Regions from separate parts of the Mus musculus genome. Here region 1 is linked to region 2. A link is a contact called in public Hi-C data. All regions are on one chromosome and are shown on one strand. The core of a region is the stretch at or near the end of the contact, and the rest is flanking DNA. Distances in the headings are between cores, read along the strand shown. Region 1 has its middle 43 kb from the start of Akr1b3. Region 2 overlaps Exoc4 (exocyst complex component 4).

The links. A called contact is a pair of places that touch in the nucleus more often than the background predicts.
Region 1: a Hi-C map of Th1 cells shows a contact between it and region 2, with 2.8 times the contacts expected there. The contact joins two enhancer-like sites. A contact is called at or near these places in 1 of 484 Hi-C or Micro-C datasets (Th1 cells) and 1 of 115 datasets of contacts at active chromatin or transcription factors (CD8 T cells).

The regions. Positions count from the first base shown.
Region 1 is chr6:34,270,884-34,277,147 of GRCm38.p6, forward strand. No RefSeq gene overlaps it. Among named protein-coding and RNA genes, the nearest start is that of Akr1b3, 43 kb to the right of the region's middle. Within about 2 kb of position 1,733, at least 27 of the 459 cell types and tissues checked have an H3K27ac peak or open chromatin away from gene starts, as enhancers often do. A contact at or near this core is called in Th1 cells, where this site is marked.
Region 2 is chr6:33,674,083-33,679,693 of GRCm38.p6, forward strand. The region is part of intron 10 of Exoc4 (exocyst complex component 4); the gene reads left to right. Among named protein-coding and RNA genes, the nearest start is that of Gm38785, 230 kb to the left of the region's middle. Within about 2 kb of position 1,524, at least 11 of the 459 cell types and tissues checked have an H3K27ac peak or open chromatin away from gene starts, as enhancers often do. A contact at or near this core is called in Th1 cells, where this site is marked.

The DNA of each region.
Region 1 (6,264 bases), core at 483-2,982, 600 kb after region 2:
TTGCATCCAGATCAGCATTTAGTTCCCAGGCTGCTCCTTCGATGCCAGCCAGCCAACTGAACAGCCTGCTTTTTCTGTGGTCTGTTTTCTAACAGTGTATTGTGTTCTCAGTGTGTGTACTGAATTCGGTAGGACTGGATTAGAATAATGTCTGACTGCAGCTCTCCTTGCAGGAAGAGAGTCCTCCAACTGAGCTCTCCCAGGGTCTTGGGGAGGGAGCCTCTGCTGTGCTCCCTTCTGCACCAACTCAGCCATCCTATGTGCACCCAGGTGATGCATAAGCTGCTCCCAAGAGAAGCAGCAGGCCTTTGAACGAGGTAGTTCTTTTCATAGTTGTTTGTCATGTGTTTTCGTTCCCCTCCTGGGTGGAGTATTACTAACAGGATTAATAAACAAAAAATATCAATACCGTGAATACTGACACATAGATTCTCTAGGAGTGTGATTTATCACTGGCCTTGGGAAGCAAAGTCATGTGACATACCCTTTCATGCTGCCAAGAAGAAAGCAATGTTTTGTGCACATCTGGGGCTCCCATCATCACTTTTTAGGGGTGCAGATGAAGGAGGAGGTGCTAATTCTGGGAGCTTACGTAAACTCCATAGCACCAGTAGCACTTGACATAGGATTTTCTGATCAGGCTGGGTCTTAGAGCTTTTCTCTCTTGTGTAGAGCTGACATTTGAAGGTGCACTTGTTCCACTGCTGGAGAAGTCATTAGCTGAAACTTTAAAGTGAAATTTCCTCCAAAAAGATAAGGATCTTTTTACAGATTTTCAGAGTGTCTAGAGAGATGCCTAAACTCTAAGTACCTGTTTGGAAGTGTGGGGTTGGAATTTGTAAAGTGTGGGGGTTAGATAGGAAGAGGTGATAATTTGAAATAACTGTGGCAGTCCCTTATGCAACAATTTTGGGTGGATGGGGTACGTTTCCAGATTTGACTGTTTTGAGGAATTATTTGTTAAGCGGCATGAATGCATGCACATCTTGTGTGGGAGAGTCAGTCCTTGAAGCATCCTGGGGTCCAGAAGAGACCCTCTGGATAGCAGTTAAGATCTCAACTCCTAGCTTTGAAACTATCATTTCCATGACCATGGGTGTCTTAGTTAGGACTTTATTGTTGTGAAGAGACACCATGACCAAGGCAACTCTTATAAAAAAGAAACATTTAATTGGGGCTGGCTTATGGTTTCAGAGGTTTAGTCTTATCATTGTGGTGGGAAGCATGACAGTATGCAGGCAGACGTGGTTCTGGGAGAGCGAAGACTTTTACATCTTGATCCACATGTGTCAGAAGGGGACTGGGAGCCACACTGGAAGTACTTGAACATAGGAGACCTCAAAGCCTGCCCCTATAGTGACACATTTCCTCCAACAAGGCCACAGCTAATCCAACAAAGCCCTACTTCCTAATAGTGCCACCCCTATGGGCCAAGCACTCAAACACATATGTCTATGGGACCTTTTCAATCCACCACAATGGGTAAGTCATCTATTGTTTCTGTCCCTCTTTTTCCTTATTGATCAAATGAAAAGACAAGAGATTTGTGATAGACATTTTCTCTCCCTCCATGATGCAGATATAGGCCAGATTAGACCAGATTAAAAGTAAATAAAGACAGGTTTATTAGGAAGTGACTCTCCGATGGGTTCACCAATCTCACAGGTGAAGGCGAGTGAAGTCACAAGCCTAGGCTACCGAAGGGGAGTTTTATGGTCCTTAGATGAGAAGGGATGATGAGTCAGCTAGCAGCTGGGGTCATGCTCATATATGCTCAAAAACTGGGCCCCTGGGCTGGCACTCTTGGGAGGGTTGCCAAAACCACAGAGATGGGGGTGGGTGATGGCTTGTTAGTCTGGAGTTTTCTCTATGCATGTGGGGTTGGGGGAAGGAGGACAGACGGGGTTTCCCAGCTTGTTCGGGGGATGAGAAGGGGTTTCAGGCTAACAATCTGTCTCCAGAGTAGCTCAATATTTTACAAATGAGTTTATTTGGGAATCAAAACTTTATAAAGGATGCCATTGCTACTGCCTTTGGTGGCAATCCCCTGAAGCTTGAAGGAGACATGTCCTTCCTATGGGCCATTCTTCATCTAAAAGGGGAACCTGGAGGACTAGGGAGCCAGGGAACAGCATCAGGATCCCTGGGGGACAGTAAGGTGGGATTTACCATTGGTGCTGGAGAGCTAAGATATCCCAAGAGACAGTTAGACACTGCCAACCAGATGCCACTATTTCTGGTCTCTCCATCCTCTCTCCTGCCTTTTCTTGCTAAGACTCCCCTCTTATTGGAAGTTTCTGTTTAAGGAACAAAAATCTCTGAGGGACAGAGGCATACTAAAAGGAACAGGAAACTTACGTGTGCAAAGCTGTAACCGGAGAGAGAAGCTAGCCCACTTCCTCAGTGAGCAGGAGAGGGAACCCAGCCCACCTCTTCACTGTAAACAAGAGAGGGAAGCCAATCAGCCTCTTCAGGGTAGTGGACAGAGATAGAAACAAGGTCTAGAATGGGATAACAGTAGAAGATTCCAGAGCAACATGATATCAGCTGTAGGGAGCAGATGTCCCAGGTAGCCCTAAGATGTCTGTGTTTTTCAGAAGATCTGAAAATAGGAATGAGGTTATGAGCACTGGCCTGCCATTGCTGCTGAAGAGGCCAAGTGTGGCTAAGCTATGTTCCTCCAAAAGTATTCAATTTCCTCAGAACCCATGTATACCATGGGGAAAAAAAGCTTATGTCCCATATCCATCCATCCATTCACCCACCCATCCATACATATACCCATCCATCTATCCATCCATCCATCCACCCATCCATAAATGAGTTCATGTCCTATACCCATCCCTCCATCCACCCACCCATCCATCCATCTACCCACCATTTACCCATAAACAGCTTCCAAGAGTATGCTGTGTGGCTGAATCCTCACAGATCCAACAGAGAGCACAAGGCTTGAAACCTCCTGGATCCAGAGAGCCCAAGTTCTACTGAGATGGACACTCCTTAGGTATAAGAAAAACAGTGAATCAGAAGCAAGTGGTGAGATGTGTTGGGAAGAGAACAGAGCAGAGCCCAGTGCTGGAATATATGGGGAAGGCTGGTTTCATCCTGGGATGAGATGTGACATCTAAATTGACACTGACGTAAGAGTAGAGGATAAGACCTAGGCGCCTCAGATGGAAAGCTTATCCCCATGCAGTGGGAACAGACTTCAGAAGGCCTGAAGTAAGAGCATCCCTTCTGTGTTCCAGGCTAGCAACCATGTGGATCCTACAGAGGGAAGGAGGGGAGGTGACAAGGAGGAAGAGGAGGAGAAACATAGAGACAGACAGAGACATTTAGGAAGCAAAGTTTCAAAGGCCATCTGACTAGTCCCTGGACCACACTGAGACCTCTGTTTCATTTTAGATGCTGGAGAGGGTGTGTGTTCTACATTGTCCAAGAGTCAGTCTGACTAGTGTGTGGGAAAACAGGGAACCAGAGATCCTCTGGTTGTTTCAGTCCTCCAAGAAAACCAGCGGTAAAGGTCTGGCTGGTGGCAGCAGAGATGGTAAACATGCTCACATCCTAGAAATATTTTTATATTCTATTTTTATATTCCAGTCCTCATTCACTGGTGAGTTAGCTTTGGAATGTGAAGAAGGAGTTGGGCATGGCTCCAGTGCTGGCCAGGGCAACTGGGCAAATGCAGGAGCCATTCAAATGAGCCATTCATTGAGTCAGTGAAGACTGGAGACAGCAGTTCAGAGGGGGGTGGAGCCCGCAGTTGGGGATGTGAGCCCTGGGGTGACTCAAACTTCCAAGAAGGGGTGCTATGCAGTAGGGGAAAGCCCCAGGATTGTACAAAGATAATCATAAGTGATACAAATGATCACCCTAGGGCATAAAGATTTTAATTTTTATGCTTTTTGGGGTACACTCACTTACATTGAAAGGTCAGTCAGTGTGTGTCTGTGTCTACAGATGGCTGTAGACTGGCATACTCTACTTGGTGAATACATGCCTGCATTTCTGCAAAAGAGGTATCTATAGAGCAGAGACTAGATCATTTATTCTCAACACTGACCAGATATGAACCTCTACATTAACTATCACCCTCTCCAAAAGAGGAGTGTCTCTATAATCTACTAAAATCACCACTACCCAGGAGTTAAAGGTTTCTATAAACCCAGACATGAGCACCGTGAACTAAGCAGCTGTGCTTCCAATTATACTGGTACTTTCTGGAGTTTTATCTTATGCCCCTACATATTGATATGCATTGTCAATTTGGCCTCAGCCCCTTGTGGGCAGGGAAGAGCTATGGTCATCGATCAGTATTTACTAGCTGATTGATTGAGTTCCTCTCAGACTCTGTTCCTAGCTATACCACTAATTAGCTCGTCGTCCTTGAGTTAGGCAGTTAGTTGTTCTGACTCCGGGTTCCATGAAAAGAGCTCACGATCTTTCTGTGCTTCATTCTGTTTCCTTTCATTTTGCTTTGTTTGTTTGTTTTTCTTATTTGAAACAAGGACTCGTGTAGCCCAGGCTGGCCTCAGACTCAGTGTACAGCTGAGGACGATCCTGGACTCTCACCTTCTGACTTCAGTTCACAAGTTCTGAGATTCCAGCACCACACCTAGACATAATTAATAATCGTCATGGTCCCTTCCAGCTTTAAGTTACTATGAAGTATTTTGTCCTACCATGTTTTTGGAAACTAGCCATAGAAGTCCTGCTGCTTTTGACTTGATCAGTACTCCAGCCTTCTGAGTACAGGGAGTGCAAATAAAGGCAGTGCGAGAGAAGAAAATGGTAGCAGCTTTGCCGAGAGTCAAGGAAGGAGAAGGCCCAGGAGACGGTGGCTCAATTCCCCAGCAAAACAACTCATATAAACGAGCTGATGATAGTCTTTGATTGCCCATGTCAAAATTAATAGACCTTAAAGAGACTTCAGAAATATGTTCTCTTGAGTTGTTCAGGAAAATCCATGCACGGGGGAAGCAGAAATCTAGAAAGTCAATAGAAGTTATTGTCATTGTTTCTATTTTCTTTCTCCTGCTTTTCGAAAATAAAGACCCAAGAGGGGATCGTTAAACAGGGTCTGATGGCTTCATTTATCATCAAGGAGCCATCTTGGTCCTCTCCCCTCTGCCTTCCTTTCAGTCTCCTTTCTTCCCTGTGTTTATGTGTCTGCTGCTCTTTCATGCCACACTGTGGGTTGTGATGTGGTTAGGAAAGCACAGGCCCCAGCTCAGAGGACAGCTACGGAAGGGCTCCTGGTGATGTAGTGAATAGGGTAACACAGTTCTCATGTGACATAGGATGGGACCAAGTGAGGAACTCCCAACAGTCTGAAGAAGCTCTTCCCAATATGTGAATACATGCACACGTGCACGCATGTGCGTGTGCACACACACATACACACACACACACACACATGCACACAAATACACATGAGCACACAAATGTGCACACACATGCATGCACCCACGCACAAACAAGCATACATAGGCATGCGCACACACACACACACACACACACGTATTAACACAAACACATTCATGCACAAACACATGCATGTATGCACACTCATAATAAACAGATTGTATTAGGTACAAAAAATACCTGGCTGCATAAACAGGATCAATGCTTTCTCTTCTTCACTCAGTAGCTTCAGCATCTACCCACCACAGCATTACTCAGATGCCTTCCTTCACGTCTTACCCTGCCCCTGTGAAGTGAATCATGTCCCTAAATGACACTGCACAATGTCTACGCTCAGCTTTCTTGAGCTCTGTGTATTTGTGTTCACCCCTCTGGAGCTCTGTCCTACCTGTGCCCTCACTGAACTTAGGCAAGGAGAAGAGCCAGGCCTCTGCGTGTTTCGTGTATGGTGTGTGGTTCCAGCTGCATGTCCCTCCTTCAGCTTTGGAGTCACTGCAGAAGCCTGCAGATGGGAGAGGGACAGTAGATGTCCTTAGGAAACTGAAGATGTGAGTTTCTAAGCCCAGGGGACCTTCATTCTGGGTTTGCTCTAAGTCTATTTTTACTTCATTGATTTCAGTTCCAGCTGGGACTGCGTTTGCCCATTCACTTAAAAATGCTTCATTTCCCTCCCTCTCCTTTATGCCTTTCTCTGCTCTGCCCTTGGAAGCGGAAGAGAATTACGTTGTCTCTGCTGCTCTGCACGGAGGCTCCCAGTGCCTTCCTTCCTGGGTGCAGACAGATGTTGTTGAACCCACTGCCCTGCCATGAGAGAACCACTAGGAAACCAGCTTTGCT
Region 2 (5,611 bases), core at 274-2,773:
ACAAAATAAATGTCCCAGAGAGTTGAACTCATTTACTCTTGGGTTTTTGTTGCTGTTTGTTTTGGGAGTTTTTGTTTTGTTTTGTTTTGCTTGCTTTCGATCAGTGTCTCTCAATTTTCAATTCCAAATTGTCCTCCTGCTACATTGAAAGAAATGAAATTTCTCACCAGTAGCAAACAACAGTGCCAGTCTATGTGAGACTGTTAATGATGCACTTATAATGCCAGCAGACACAAAAAGGCTTGAGAAGTTAGGTGTAGAGAACCATCACCTTTCTGGTAGGCATCACTGGAAATGGCACAGCACTTAGTACAGCATTGTCAGAGATGAAGAAAATCCCTTTAGGAGAATGAGCTCTGTATGAGAGTCTGGATAGCAGATAATTTTTTTCTGTCTGTGCTGCCTTCCACAGGGCATTCGTTGGAATGAACCGTCATTGCAGTTAGACAGAGGCTATACTGTACTTCTTCTTGTGCTGTCTTTTGATGAGATGAGTTTGGATTCTGTTTTTAGTTATATAGCCATCATTTTTAGAGAACATGGTTTGAAATGTTTGTTAAAGTAATAATGATTAGGAATTCTCTGAACTGTTAGCTTCTTCCCATTTGAAGATGGTGTTGACAGCTTTCAGGGTTGTTGGTTGTTGGGTAAGGAGCCTGAGCCCACGTGAGCCAGCATGCCTGGAAATCCCCTCCCGGGACAATATCCTGACTCTGCCTCCATGCCATCGGGATCGTTGTGGTTTCGGGTAACAGAAGTGAATATGCTCTAGATGCATTTGGGGTTTTACGGAGAAAGCATTTAATAAAATAGTTGGTTGCGTTGATCGTTTGTAGCAGTGGAAGAGAAGGAAACTAACTGGTCCAAGGGAGATTGAAGGAGAACTGAGATCCAAAAGTGTAAAATGAGCTGTGAAGTGTAATATAAATGCAAATTCCTTCAGTGGTCTAAGACCTGACACTCCCACCTCTGCTGCCTCCCTCCCCTACTTTACCTACACTAAGGAAAGAATGTACTTTTCCCTGCAGGGCAACAAAGACTTGTGCTGAACGCAAGGATTGTGCTTTCTCAGTTCTTCAACTTTGCTTTCTTTCTGTGTTCCTTGAATATTAAATGTAAAGTATTCTACTGCTACCTTGAGAAAAATGGTATTTCTCAGCAGTTCTAAATAATGGTATCAATGCATTCGAGCCTGTTAGTGGCTCCTTTATAATGTTACCTGGTATATGAAAGCTGGCATCATGCATGGGCATGTGTGTACACAATGTGAGGTTTATGATGGTAGCCTCATCTTAGTCAGCTGTAGAATCAGGTCAGTTTCTGTAAGCTTGCTCACCGCAAAGCATGCCGGAACCTGGGCTTTGCGGGTCAGACCAGGAAGGAAAGGTGATACAAGTTAGTAAGAACAAGATGATCTGGGGACTCTGAGCAAGAATTTGTGTTTGTCCTCACTGTCTCCACCCCTGCTGTTATGAGTGTAGCAGAAACTGATAACCCTATCAGAGAGCTAGACATACATGTATGGCTGAGGAGTCCTTCCTGGAAAGTCAGCACAGGTACAAGAGTGACAGCCACAGACCAAGATGCTGAGACACAGCTGGTGGCAACATCAAAGTGCCCCACTGCCACCCTTCCCATGTCAGTATCCCTCCTATGCCATTCTAACCGTTAACACATGGGGAAGGCCCCAATCTGCTTAACTTTAAACCCATGAGCAAGCAGTGAAAGCACCTTATCCTGACCCAACTGCACATCACAAGCTCCTATAACAACAAAGCTATATTAGTCAGGGTTCTCTCGAGTCACAGAACTTTTGCAGTGTCCCTGAATACTATTGGAATGACTAACAGTCTGCAGTCCAACTAACCCAACCATGGGCAGCTGTGCATGGGAAGTCCTATAATCTAGTGGTTGCTCAGTTTCATGAGGCTAGGTGTTTCAGCTGCTCTTCTGTAGAAGCTGGGATCCTGAAGAGGTTGGTTCCAACAGATCTGCAGGCCAGTAAGTGCTAGCAGGTGCAGAAGAGTGAAGCCTCCTCCTTTCAATGTTCTTGTGTAGGCCTCCAGCAGAAGGTGTGGCCCAGATTAAAGGTGGGCACCACCTCGCCTGGGTTGGGAACTTGCTTTGTCCCAGGCTGACCTTGAATTCAGAGATCTGCTTGCCTCAGTCTCCTGAGATTAAAGGTGTGGGCTACCTTGCCTGGGCCTAAACTTTTCATGGCCAATATGTCTCGAGATCTCCATGTCAAGATCCAGATTAGAAGCCTGTATCTTCTAGTCTCAAGATCTGTACCACACATGTGCCCTCCTTTACTAAATTGTAGTTTATTCCAGATGTAGTCAAGTTGACAACCAGGAATAGCTATCACAAAGCCTTCTATATAAGTTTTTTCAAAAAGCTAATATTCTATAGGCCAAATTTGCTCAACATCCTCAAAACACAGAAACCCCCAAGTTGTAACTGTGTGTGTGTGTGTGTGTGTGTGTGTGTATGTGTGTGTGTGTATGTATAGTCATTAATACCATATAGCTGAGGGTTCTTTAGGATGGCTTATTGTATTTAGGGGTAAAGAATTCTAATAAGCAGTGGTGATAATAAATACATGAAGATGTAAATTTCTTAAAAGTTTATAGTCAATTTATGATATTGACTCTATAGTAATAATTCACATTATAATGTAGTCTGATCCAATGAATTATCTCTGGCAGTCGGGGAAACACTGTAAGTGTATTATTAGGTAACAACCCTGGCTACCGTTATAATTGTATTAAGGGAATCCTTCTGAGGATAGAATGTTAGACTCTGAGGGGGCGGGGGGCGGGCATTGATATGCAGTCCCTTTTCACTGCAGGTGGTTAAGTAGGCATATGACCCTTTGAAAACTCTGGAACCATAAACTTACCCATACATGCTATAAAGGAGTCTGTGTAGTTATTAGCATCTGTATTAATAGCAGGCCTTGGCCCTTAAACTTCACATTCTTGATTCCTTTTTACCTGCAAGAAGAGTGGCCAGCATACATCATTAGTGTCGTTCACTGTCATCAGAACAGTGCCACTGTGAGAGTCTTTGTTGACGAACACAATCTCTGCAAATATCCCAGCCCTGCTGGGACTTTCAAGACTTGTTTACTGTCTGTCAGCAGATATAATTTAACTTTCTTTCCTGAAATAAACAATATAAAACAAAAGGAGAAAAAACAGGTTTGATCCAATCTCTTTTCCCCTGACAATTATTTTCCTTTCTGAGTAAACCTTTAGCAAATCTCCTTCCTCACTCTCCTCTATACTTGCCTTTACTTCTCCTTATCTGCAGAGATTTTACCTATGTCATATAATAATGCCCCTGTCAGATTGTAGACACTAGTTATCTTAGTACCAATAACCTTGTTAAGTTAGTTAATTAGTTAGTTAGTTAGTTAGTTAGTTAATTAAGTAAGCACATACCTTTGTGTTAAGATTGAAGGAATGAAGACACTGAGGTGAAGGCACACAGCTGTACCTCCTGCCTGCCTGCAGCTCCTGCCTGCCTGTCTGCAGCTCCTGTCTTGCCTTCATGCCCACCCTCCCTCCCAGCTCTCATTTTGTAAGATGGTTGAGGCTATATTCCCGGCATGGCAACATGCCTGGGGAAGGGTCTTGGGTTTGTTTGTTTGTTTGTTTTTTACCCTCAGGGCTCTTCATAATTTACCTTTGCGTTAGCACTTAAGCTTGTGGCAGTAATAGTGAGAACCATGAAAAACTGATATAGTCAGCACCTGTGAGGAAAAGACTGCTAAGGCCCTTGCAAGACTGGCCTTCTGCGTCTGACTAAAAGAATTAGTCCATTTTGTTCCCATCAACGGTGTCATTTCAATATGTGATGGGTAGAACTGTGGCATCCATTTGGCAGTCTAAGTGGGACAACCCTCTGGTGATAACAGAAAAATGGAAAGACCCTGAGATTTTTAGCCACAAGGCAAGTGATTCTGAAATGACCCTATCTTTGGAATCATTCACGTTCACTCAGCCTGTGGTCCATACCTGACTGGGTACTGAGGAAGCTTTATAAATCCTTATCGTGTGTCTTTGTAGGCATGTTCAAGTATCTTCTTGCTATAGTGTTTGGGAATAAGTTTGGTTCCTCCTAGCAGGTACCCTCTTGAGAGGTTGGGGAGAGGGAACTGGGTGAGGACTGTCTTTGTTGCTTCAGCTGATTCGTTGGTAAGTGTGAGGGTACGGGGTTTGCCACAGTCATTCATTATCGTTTTAAAAGGAATCATAGTCGTGCCACCCTCCTAACTCCTTGCTCTGCTAACTGTATCAGGGGTAATAGTTTGCCCCAGTAATGGATCCCTGTTCACATTTATTTAGGAATTATTTCATGAAAACCAAGCTTACTCCCTGTTCTACCAATGCTTCCGATATTATTGTCAGTAGCATATTCCCTGTATTAAATCATTTCTAAATAAAACAGCTAAAGTGTTTTCTGTTGCCTACTTAGCATTTCCAGTGATTCTTATGACACGTGTTACATACATACTATAGAGTAGTTATTACTTGAACCAAGTCATTTGACAAAAACTCAAACCTCTTCCCATGGCACTACAACTAGAAAGTCAATAAGTTTGTTATATTTTTATTTTTGGAAGATAGCTTTCTACTTTGTATTTCATTTCTTTACCCTAAATTATTCTGGTATTTCCCCACACACATACCCATCAGCCCCTTGTCTTTCAGAACACAAGTCTATCCCGTTCTACTTTTCTATTTTTGAGAATTTCATAGATGCGTGCTGTATTTACACCATTTCCACCCTTCCCTCTGACCCCTTCAAATCCTTGCATGACCTTTAACTCCCTCTCAAGTTCAGGCTTGCTTGGCTGTGCATGTGTTTAGGGCTGAGCACTTGGGATTAGATAACCTGTGGGGTCTTATCCCTGAGGAAGACTGATTTTCACTGCCTTAGCAGCCAGCTGTTGCCTGTAACTCTACATTTAGGGGCTTGACCCTGCGAAATCGTCGTTGGCTTGTTGTCACCTAGAGGTGGCCTTATTCAAGTCTTATTTAGGTAACCATATTGTTGAGATTTCGTGGGTATAGCTCCTCCATCATATCTAGATGACACTATGTAGGAGCAGGTGTCATGGGCCTCTGGTCCTTACAATCTGTCTGCCCTGTATTCTGTAATGTTCCCTGAGTCATAGGTGTGGGGGTTGCAATGCAAATATATCAGTTAGACCTGGACACCCTATCTTCACAGCCACTTATTTTCTGCATTTTGACCAAGTGCTTGCACATGCTGCAAAAAGAAGCTTCTTTGGTGAAAACAACACTCACCTGTTGTTTTAAGTATTTAGAATACAATTGTACATTTTATTGATTTAGGACAGTGGCTATAGTAGATTCTTCTCTAGGGTTTTTTGACCTCTCCAACCATGGGTGGTTGGTTAAGTTTATATTACCAGGATTTAGAATTTACTCCTCTTGATTAGGCTTTAAGTCCAATCAGACAGCTGTTGGTTACTTTCAAGATAGCTGTACCACTATTAAACCATTGGGGCAATCTTCCCCTTGCTATAAGGGAAGAAATGGGAACAATGATGAGAGTGCTACTCCTAACTGGAGTAGGA